Regions from separate parts of the Gossypium hirsutum genome. Here region 1 is linked to region 2. Evidence: chromatin contacts called from public Hi-C data. All regions are on one chromosome and are shown on one strand. The core of a region is the stretch at or near the end of the contact, and the rest is flanking DNA. Distances in the headings are between cores, read along the strand shown.

What was found. A called contact is a pair of places that touch in the nucleus more often than the background predicts.
Region 1: a contact with region 2 is called in a Hi-C map of leaf, with 2.0 times the contacts expected there. The contact joins the promoter of LOC107948342 here to the promoter of LOC107948336 in region 2. A contact is called at or near these places in 2 of 34 Hi-C or Micro-C datasets (both in leaf).

What each region holds. Positions count from the first base shown.
Region 1 is chrA04:69,704,171-69,709,461 of Gossypium_hirsutum_v2.1, forward strand. It overlaps LOC107948342 (probable protein phosphatase 2C 38), which reads right to left and starts at 2,478. Exons shown (of 4, transcript XM_016882850.2): 1 at 1,534-2,478; 2 at 1,085-1,452; 3 at 764-1,000; 4 at 99-686. The coding sequence starts at 1,813. The coding sequence ends at 462.
Region 2 is chrA04:69,246,683-69,252,543 of Gossypium_hirsutum_v2.1, forward strand. It overlaps LOC107948336 (60S ribosomal protein L4), which reads right to left and starts at 4,002. Exons shown (of 2, transcript XM_016882838.2): 1 at 2,748-4,002; 2 at 1,711-2,046. The coding sequence starts at 3,851. The coding sequence ends at 1,933.

The DNA.
Region 1 (5,291 bases), core at 1,228-3,727, 460 kb after region 2:
CAATACCCCAATATTCTTTGCTACGATAAGTCTCGTTAAAGATTAAAGGTCAATTTAGCATTACTTTTAAGTATTTTTAAATTTTTGAGACAAAAATATTACTAAATAAAATACTTCTAAGCTTTTCAAAGACAAAAAAAGAATACATCATTATGAAGAAAAGTAGCTAAACTAAGTCTAAGCAAAGGAGCCATTAGTTTTGTATAAATATATAAAAGGGAATTTCTTCACCATGTAAGGCCTAAGATAACATAAATCTGGACTGTGAATGAGAGACGTTATCAATTGTGGTAGCAGGAGAGCAGACAATTTACCAACTAAATTGCATGAAACCATATCTACACATTGTCTTGCAATCTCAACAAGGTTAGTCCCCTATTTGTAAGGAAATTTGAGGATAAGTTTTTTAGACATTTAGCTCTTCATCTTAATTTCCTAGCGATGAGTCACCAGCAACGGTACTAGCAGAGGCTGGCAAGTCTTCCTCCGCCTTTTATCGACATGGGAGAGTTGTAGCATGAGCTTCCATTGATCAAATGGGGATCTAGAAAGACAACTATGACTGTTATATCATCATGAAAATGTCTCCTCACCCCTCTATCAATCTTGTTCAGGTCTGAGTATCTCATTTCTCTTTTCTGTGCTGCTTCCTTGAGTGCTGTTTTAACAAGTCTCCTTGCAATTCCCTGCATCAAAAGAAGTGTTAACCCAATGCTCAACAGTCTTTTTTCTGTGTTCAGCCATTTTGCCATGGTAAACTTACATTTCGTGGGCTAGTCTGCACAATTCTAACAGCTTGCTGGTTGCTCAAGTGTTCCCAAAGACCATCAGAAGCAAAGATGAGAAACTGATCATCAGGGTGGAGTTTATGTACTAACAATGACGGCTCGGCACTAAGGATCGGCTTTCGAAACGGTTCATGCAGTCTAAATTTAGGCAGGAGAGGCTCTTCGTTGAATTCTGCCTTCTTTAGATATGCATCACCTATGGATCTTGAAATCTGCAATGATAAAAAGGAGGGGATAAATAAGAGACTTAAATGAAAATGATTTCATTTTCAGTTCAGTTTCAACGTTTAGCTTACCTGTATAAGGCCCTTAACACGCCAAACTTTGTGTTTCATCACAACAATCTGCGGATCATTGGGATGCAACGACCGAAGCTCATCTCTTACGGCATCAAAACTTGCATTGTGTTCGGTCGATAATTGCATTGCTATAACTTCCTTAGCCCCTCTTACTGATCTGCCTAAGACTACTCTGGAATCACCAGCATTTGCAATGTATAGCAGTCCATTGCAGATCACTCCCGTCAAACAGCACGATCCGACCGATGCCATTTGCGGCTTAACCAGCCATTGCTTCCTCACAAGGGAAAGAAATTTGTCTTCTGTTGCCAAGAAAGCCTTTCTGAGAACATTTGTTGACATTTCTTGATTCTCAGACACAAATGCTGCAAATCAAGGGAAACATAAATAAGCGTTAAGCCAACCTATATAGAACTGCATAAATGATTAGTCCAAATAAAACGTACACTTAAAATTGCAGAAAAGGTTGTAATTGATGAAGCTTGAAGCCTCAGGTCCACCATGTCCATCATACACACCAATGAAAGTCCCGTACGGACCGGAACTACTCGAACTCAACAATCCCGATTCAAGTTGGCTTTGATCCTCCAACAAACTATTGGCTTGAACCACTGCCATTGAAAAATATCCATAAACATGTTGCCCTATATCTTTATACCACAGTAAACCATCAAGGCACCCTCTAGAATCACCCTCAATAGATGGTTTCCAACAGGATTTAACCATTTTCAGGTAATCAATTTTTCAGCAAATGTATGATATATATGTGTTCATAAAACCCTGATAAAGAAGAAGGTCCCAAGGCTCATTCAGGGATCAAGTTTCTGTTTGTTGTACAATACTAGAACCCCAATACTTGGAACTATATAACCAAGAATTAGACACCATTATTATCAGACCTATTCCGAGACAAGGAAGGACCAAGTTGGGTATGGGCTAACTCAACTGCTGCGTGTGAAGTTGAGACAAGAAAGCAATAGTTTATGTGAGTTCAGAGAATAAGGGGGGGGGTGCGCTGGTGGCTGAGTACCTTGAATCTGGATTAAATGTCTTTGGTCCCTTCACGGTGTGCCATGTTTCGCCAACAGACTTAGCTGGAAAAGCACCTTGGGATTCGATAGAGACAAACTTTTGTCTGAGATCAAAATACGAAACGGATAAGAGGAGAGTTTGGGGTTTTTTTGGCAGATCTTGAGTTTTGTTTTTTTTTTCTTGGGGAGTCAGAGGAGATCCAATATGAGAAATAAAAAGAGATTTAAATCACTGGCTTCTGACATTGTTGTTTTTGTTATTGTAACATACTTCTTTGTTGCCTTTCTGGTTTTGTTTAGTCTCTTTCAAGTGGTTTTGCCCTAAAACTATGACAGATTTTATTGCATGGCTGAGATTTCAAGTTTTCGTTTCTGTTTATTTGCAATCATGAATGAATAATCCAAGGTTTTTAGGCAAGTATCCTTCCATTACTATTTTCATACTTGACCCTTTCCTAAACATGTTAAAGCATTCTTAATTTTAGAAAAATTCTGTTTTTACCATATAAAGCTTGGGATTCCAACATCATCATAAAAAGAAGAAGTGGAAAACCTACTCATATATATATTATCCGGCAATTTGTGTACACCAAACATATTTCATTTTCTTCCATACATATTAAGGAATATGTGTAAAAGAAGAAAAAGGGTATGATGTCCTTTTCAGTACCAAAGTTTTACTGATGTCTTTGCCAGCTATTAATGATCAAAATCATGTTTAATTATTCTGTTGGCTATGAGTTTGTGATGAGAAATATGAACAACTGGTTTAAATTGAAAAGAAAGGGAAGGATGGGGGGGTCCATTGCTCTGGCACTGGATTGATGGATATATATTTGGTAATGGTACATGCATTCTTTCCAGTTCTTGTTCAGCCAGCAACTGGACAGCATTGAGATGAGTTTGGCTCACCTTCCATCTACAGGACCATTTTCAGCCATCAACACCATATTTCTCACTGTACATACATTGATGGCCGAATAGCATTTAATCAGATTCTTGTACTTGTCAACAATGTCACCTTTTTTAGGAAAGCAGATTGGAGGCTCAATACTTACTCGTTTACTTCAGAAGAGGACACAGTATTTGTGTTTTTAATTTTTAATATGATGTAAAATATGGGTTTCTTCTTTTTTCTTTTCTTTCACTTTTGATGCTTTATATGTTCAAATTCAATGGCGTTAAAGTTCTAGCTTCACCTGTAAATGTGCATTTCCAAAATGTTGCACGCAAAATCCTATCTTAAATCACAAAACTTATAACCCATACAATTTTTTTTTTTGCAGTAATGTTAAATTTAGCTATGTAGATTTATATTTTTTATCAGTTTGGTTATTAATTTTTTTCTCTTTTTTAGTTAATTTTAGTCATTAATCTTTCAAAAAGCGTCATATTGATCGTTCTTTTAATAAAGATGATGAATAAAATATTAATTCTTTTAACCATGTTGGCATGACTAATTTGTGTGACAAAGAATTTAAAAAGTATCAAAAATCAAAATTATAAAAAGTTCATAAATTTAAAAAAAAAAAACATGGAGTATGTGTGGATTGCAATGAGGATTGAAATTAAAGTTTTGAATTAGTATTTCCATTAAATAACAACAACTTAACTTTTTTTAAAAAGTTGGTAATCAAATTCGACTCTTTTTAAAAGATTAAGAGTCGAATTTAGCTAAATAATAATAATAATGATCAAATTGACAAAAAAATATAAATATTTACAACTAAATTTGGTATTATACTTTTTTTTGAGACAAACATACAAATTATTATTACTTGACTAATAATTTGTTTGTTAGGATATAATTGTGATTAAGTTGTTTTATGTTGGTCAAAACATGTTGTTAGTTTCTATAGTGATTAAATTTGATATTTAAACTATGTTTGATAAACTTAAAAACTTTAAGTGTGTTGATAAAAAAAATTACTAAAATTAAAAGTTAAATTTAAGTTATAAAATCATTTGGTGTATTATTGAAAATTAAATATTAATTATAATTAGATTGTTTAATAAAGGATAATATAATCTTAAATGAAATAGAATAAAATAAAAATAATTGAATTTATTATCTATTAAGTGATAAATAGGTCCCTATCTACTTATCATTTTCTACACTTTTTTGTTGAAAAATTTTATCTAGTAAACTTCATTGTGGTTTATCGAAGGTGTAGTCAAAAATATTAATTTACAGTTGATTGAATTTTTTTTCAACGTTTTATCAAACATGACATTAGTTTTTGCATTTAAACAATATAAGTTTAAATCTTCTTACCTTTTTTAAAAAAAAAATACTAATCTAATCATTAACATTATCAATATGTTCTAGCAGAATTTGTCTAATGTGACATGTTTATTTTTTGTCAATTATCTATCATATCATATGAGAGTAGCCTGATTAACTTGAAATTTTTATATATATATATTTTCAAAATATAAGTATTGACTATATATTTTATAGCTTAGTATTTGACACACTAATAATATATTTTTTTAACTTCAGTCACGTGTCACATTTCATTTGTGTATATATATATATGGAGTTGTTTCATGTCTAGAATTTGTCTAGATACAGAAAAATGATAGTCTTACCCTTTTATTGGTTTTGGCGGTATGTGCATGGATGTAGTTTTCTGCCTTTGCTTCCCTCTTGAACACATGATTGATAAGTTTCCCTCTCAAACATGTTATTAATGATGTTTTATCCCAACGTTGATTGTAGCGGCTAGTTTTAATGTTTTATTACGATTTTCATATTGTATTACTCGTGCAAAAAGGTGACTGAAAATGAATTGTTTCCCCTTCGAACGATACCAATAGTCTCTTACTTTTTAAAGAAAAAGTCTATGTTTGTATTTATGAAGCTAAAATCTTCATGTTTCGTTCTGAAGTGTCATAAGTTGTGTTAAGGAACAAAGAAAGAGGTTAAAATAGTGGAATGAAAAATCAAACTGATAATTGCGACGGAGCAAGTTCTCAAAGCAGGAGTAGTTCCGACGATGACAACGATGTAAGGCAGATGTTGCATGATTTGTTAGGATTCTTTGATAACGATAATTTATTGGAAGAAGGTAGTGATCATTTATTTAATGGTGTTGGCAACAAATTGAACACAACAGGTGAAGCCATTAGGGATGAGGGTGACGTTGAGTCTTCAAATGAAGAGACATGTG
Region 2 (5,861 bases), core at 2,752-5,251:
AGTTAGAAACAGACCTAATGGAGTTGGTATTTCCAGCTAACCTAATAGAGTTGCCTCGTCGTTGGAATAGTCAGCATATTTCTAGAGAAGACAATAAATTTGCAGACAAGATCCCGAAGGCAGTATGGGATAAAAGAACTGGTTTATGGTTGATGAAGGAGTCCGCTCAGATGTCTTTTGTTTAGTGTTTTAATTTTGAGTTGTATGTTTTTTTTCACCAAAAAATAAGTTAACAAGCAAATGACCTTTTTAATGCATTTTAACAATTTAAGTACCCAATTGAGTGCCAAAAAAAAAAGGGCTTAATTACTTTTTTTGAAAAAATTTGAAGGGCTTTTTGATGCATTTTAAAAGCTTAAATACTCAATTCAGTGCAAAAAAAATTAATTGCCTTTTTTGAAAAAGTTTGAAGGATTTGTACTTTTTAAATTTTTCTAAACAACAATTCTAATATATTTTTAAAAATATTTAATTTTAAATATAAATTATTAGAAATATATGACCAATAAGTAACATTGGATCATTTCAAGTATACAAAACTAAAACAAACTTCTCTGGCATATATAAACAAATTTTATAAAGGTCCTACTTTCCGTGATTTTCTCAATAACCCATATTATTTAGGGAATAATAGAGTCCCATTAAAAAATACAGGAAAAAAAAACCAAAAACATCCATTAATTTTTTTAAAAAGGTGAACTTTTGAAGGAACTTTTAAAGTTACCTTCTTAGTGCCATATTCTATGGCTTGTTCATTGTGTAAAGTGCCATTCTTTCCGGTGATCCCTTGGCAAATGACGCGAGTGTTCTTGTCTACAAAAACCGCCAGTTTAGACGCCGGAGCTGCCGAGAAAGATTGTGACCGAGTCAAAAGATGAGAAGAAGAGGAAGAGGGAGAAGTGGGGAAATTAGGGGTTTGTCAGGAGAAATCCTGGAAAGCAAAAGACAGAATAAGTCGTGATGCTCGTCTAGCCATTGCTGTTGCTGCTGAATCTGATTCAGCATCGGATCTACTTTTGCTTTTACTAATTTAATAATTTTAATGATTAATATTTTAAAATTATTGTTGATAAAACTTTAAAAAAAAATCAAAAGGGTATTTTAGCTATAATTTAAACATCAAATTAATAATTAATCATTTAAATTAATACACCACATCATCATTTAAGCTACTTTACACCTTTTGAAACATAAAAACTACATTTCTATTTTTTCAATAGAAAGGCACAAATGCAATCAGCCCCTAAATACAAGTATTTCTTTGATATTTTTATCAAAACAACCTTAATCAGAACTGATTAACTAAAATATTTTAATTTCAAAAAATTTAAATATTTTAAGACTAAATTGAAAAAAATATAATAGCTTGAAGACCAAAAAAGAACAAAAGGCAGAGTTAGGTGACCAATTCTTTAGTTTATCAAAAAGAATAATTTCATGTTCCAGGATAAAATTTAAATTTTAATTAAAAGGCTAATTTGAACATTTCAAAAGGAATAAAAGCTAGGCCGAAATGCAATTTGACCCAAGTACAAGGGCTTCCCTGGTACATATACCAAAAAGAGGCCTATGCACGGTCAAATATGTCTACTTTTTAATCCCCAAAGCAAAAGGAAAATGAGAAATGAATCAAAACTTTATTCAGGATCCCAGTTAACAGGATAGACCAAAGCAAAACAAGCATTTCAATATCAAAATGACAAACGAGACTTGTAAACTGATTAATTTCTTGTTCTCATATTATAGAAACTATTCCACTAGCCATAGAATGCGAAAACAGGGGAGGAGGACAAAACAGAAGCGTATTAGAGCATGATATTTCACTAATTTTCCTTCCACCCACAACTCAAAACATCAAAATAACTAAAAAGACAACACCATAACAAAGTTGACAACATTGACTGCAACAAATATCTAAATCAAAAACTAAAATTACTGAGACACACCCAACCACTTAGAGAAGTTCTCAAACTCTGTGTAATCACTGTCGGAGATCATAGTCTGATACCATGCTTTGCCTGCTGACTTGATTGCTGTTGCCTCCTCCTGAATCGTCCACAAGATAGCATTCAAAAAAAAAAAAACAAGGGATTCTTAGAATTACGATACAAAATAACAAGACAGCTAGAATCTATAATACAACTAGGAGTTCTTAAACATGAACAAACATTCAATGGCATGCCAGATATAAAGATTGATAAGATAATATATCCAGCCTGAGAAAGAATTGAAAAATAAATGAAACAAGTATAATTTGAATAGCACAAATGATCACAATAGGCACAGAGCAGCAAAAACAAAAGCCATTCCAAGTAATTTTATGCCCAAATTAATTATCAACAAATGATAAAATCATCAATGCATAAAAACTTATAAAGTATAGAACTTGACTGATGCACTTTAACAAATTGTTTAAACTTAAACCAGATAGTGTAATATCTCATACAAGTGTAATATCTGCCAAATGTTAGTCAAGCAAACCGAGTATGGTATAAAGAAGCAACATCCAATAAAGGTAATATCTCAACAAACGAAACGTGTACAATAAACTATATACACTATTTCTAGGAGGCCTACACCAAAACAGAGTACTCTCATAAGCACAACCACGATATTCATTGCAATTAATGGAACAATTATGAAGCAGTAATAAGCAAAAACATATAATTTAAGAAGCCAAACATACAAAGCCATTACACAATTATCATCATTCAGGAAACATTCAAAACAAAACGAACTTGATATACCTTAGAAATGGGCTTCCTCTTCTTGTCAAGCTTCTCCTTCTTAGCTTTAACACGTTGTGCCTCGGCTAAAAGAGACATCCTCCTAGCAGTCTTCGCATATGGGTTCAACTTCAGCATAGCATTCAAGTTCTTGAGTGGGTTCTTCTTCAAAGGTGCCCTCTTGATCTCCTTCTTAATGGGCTTCACAACCGACTGCACCTCATCAGAGTTGATAATCCTACCCAGATCAGCGTTCACCATCTTAGATCGAGGCAGTACGTACCCTTTCTTCTTCTCAGAAGGCTTATCAAATGACCCGTAAATTGTGTCCAGCTTCTCGTAAGCCGATTTGGTCCAAATAATGAACCTTCCAAGGTGACCACCAGGTGCCAGTTTCAACAGATTAAGCCTCTCCACGTTGGCAACCTCCACTCCAGGAATGTTACGGAAGGCTTTAATAAGCTTAGCTCCCTCAGTTCCGTAAACAATCAAAGGACCTTTACGGGAAATGTACCTCCGATTCCTCATTTTTCCTTTTCCGGGTCGGATTCCTTGGCTGTCCTTAGCCTTTTCAACATCAGGATATGCTCCGATCTGTTTCAAAACCTTGATTGCACCCGAGGTTTTCTCAACGCTCTCAACAGCATCAGAAATGACCAGCGGCATCTCCGGTACAGCCTCAATGCGGTGGCCACGTGCCATGACGAGGGAAGGAACAGCGGAGGCGGCGATGGCGGAAGCAACGGCGTAACGCTTCTGGTTAACATTGATTTTCCGGTGCCAGCGGCGCCAGATCTTGGTAGGAGCAAACATGCGTCCACCGCGACACATGTTTCCGAAAGCACCTTGGCCTGCACGGTGAGTACCCCCACCAGGAACACGAGGGATACGCGAGACGGCACGACCGGTACCCCAGGATTCAGCTGAAGTTTGGTGACCAGCGCGTTTGGAGACGGCATAGGGTTGACGGCTGTTTTTGGATATATTGTCGTGGACGAAGGTGACGATGTCGGGTCGAATCGAGGCTTTCATCACATCAGCGAGAGGAACGGTTGGGGTGGCATCAGTAGCCATGTCAGACTCTATGGTTTGGACGGAGACAAGAGGGCGCGCGGCGGCGGCCATTTTGTAGGGTTTGGGGGACGTGGGGGAGTGAAGATGGAGTAGAATGAAGAACGGGAGGAGCTCTAGGGTTTTGAGAAGTATGGATTATTTATATTCTATTTTATTAGGAAAAGAGCCGATGGTTAACAAATTTTGGGCTGCTGACCCGAATATAATAACTCTGACTCAAAGCTTAATGTACTTTATGGGTCCATCACAGGACAGCCCGTCCAAATTAATTAATTATTTTTGTTTCTTTCCTTAAAAATTATTTCTAAAAAATATATTACTTTTTTAAAAATTTTAATATCTTCTCATGTTTGAATAATTTTGCATAAAATATTTTATGCTTTTAATAAATGTATTTTTTTCATTTTTTAAGGCATCCACTCGAGCTAGTCTTGTAACCAATCTTCCACATTCTATAGGTCCATTAAGGGGATAAATGCTGGTCACAAATTTTAAAGTTGCTCCATACCCAGAGCGAAGATCAAACCCTCGACCACTGGTTAAGGTAGGAGAGACTCTTACTATCTCACCTAACTTCTATGCTTGGTAAAAAGATTTTAAGTTATTTTCAATGAAATAAATATAACATAAATCATATTTGTTACAAAATATTATAGAAATATTTCTATTTGACAGCAAAAATTTATTTTGTAATAAGATAATATTTTATAATAACTAATATCTCGTATACATTTAATAATAATCAATGTCTAATTAAAATTTAATTTGAAGTACCAATAGATGGTTAGGAGAAGTAAAAGTAGAGTTCTTCCTCCCAAATATTTGGACTAAACTTGACTCTCGTAGTCCTCATTGTTGGGAATGTTTTATTTGAATTTCACTTCAACCCGAATTGAATTGATCTTAAACTCACACATGTGATTACAAAAAAAAATGAAGTTATTATTATATAAATAAATGGATAACAATGCATTGGAGCTCGAAATGATGCATAAAGCTAAGTGGAATTTAAATTATAATATGCATTTTATAGTTTAAAAAATTTATTATAATCTAAAAAAAATATTTCCTATTAAATATTTATAAATTTTAGTATATATTATTAAAATATTAATATAAAATATTAAGTATATATTTAAATTTAAAATTATTTTTAATGTCAAAATTTATTATTAAAATTATAATTATAATTTTAAATAATTTTATTAGAATATTATTAAATATAAATATGTATGTTTAATAATATTAAAAATTATAATATTTTATTTTTTTAGATATATTAAAATTTCAAAATAAAAGTTTATTCTAATAATATTCAACTTTATTCAAATTAGATTTTATATAAAAATCAAGTTATTTATAAGTTTTTTTTAAATGATTCATGCTCTTCAAAATAAGAAGTCTAACTTTTAGAAAATATGGATTATTTTTCGTTAATTAGTAAGTTATTTTTTATTGACTAAATTATTTTTCATAAAACAAACATAAAAAAATATTAAAATTATTTTCGATAAATCATTTTTGACGAAACAAACACATTTTAAAATTGCTAAAAAGATCTACCAAAAATATTTATTTTAAAATAAACAACTATAATGAAATAAATAAAATATTGATTAATAGGATATAATTTCATACGGGGAGGGAGAAGAGCAGTATATCCCACATTTCACATATTTAAAAATAAATTTAAACTGTCAACTAAATCTTGAGTGAAATGGTAAAGACCTTGATATCAACCCTTTAGGTAACATCAATTCTAAATTCAATCACTGTACAACACATACGCCTTCAAGCCCTAAACAATTATTATGCCCTTTTATATATATTTATATCTATATATTTCGGAATATGTGTATGTTACATAAATTTAAAATTAGTGAAAAATGGTCGATTGGCATGAGTATTATTGTCAATGCAGGACGGCGTGGGTAATCTAACCCGTATTCAACATCGGAATATGGTTACGGAGCATTACCAAACTTATAAAACAATTAAACATTCATTTCACATACATTTTCAAATTTCATGCAATCATCATTCAAACTCAATCACATTGTC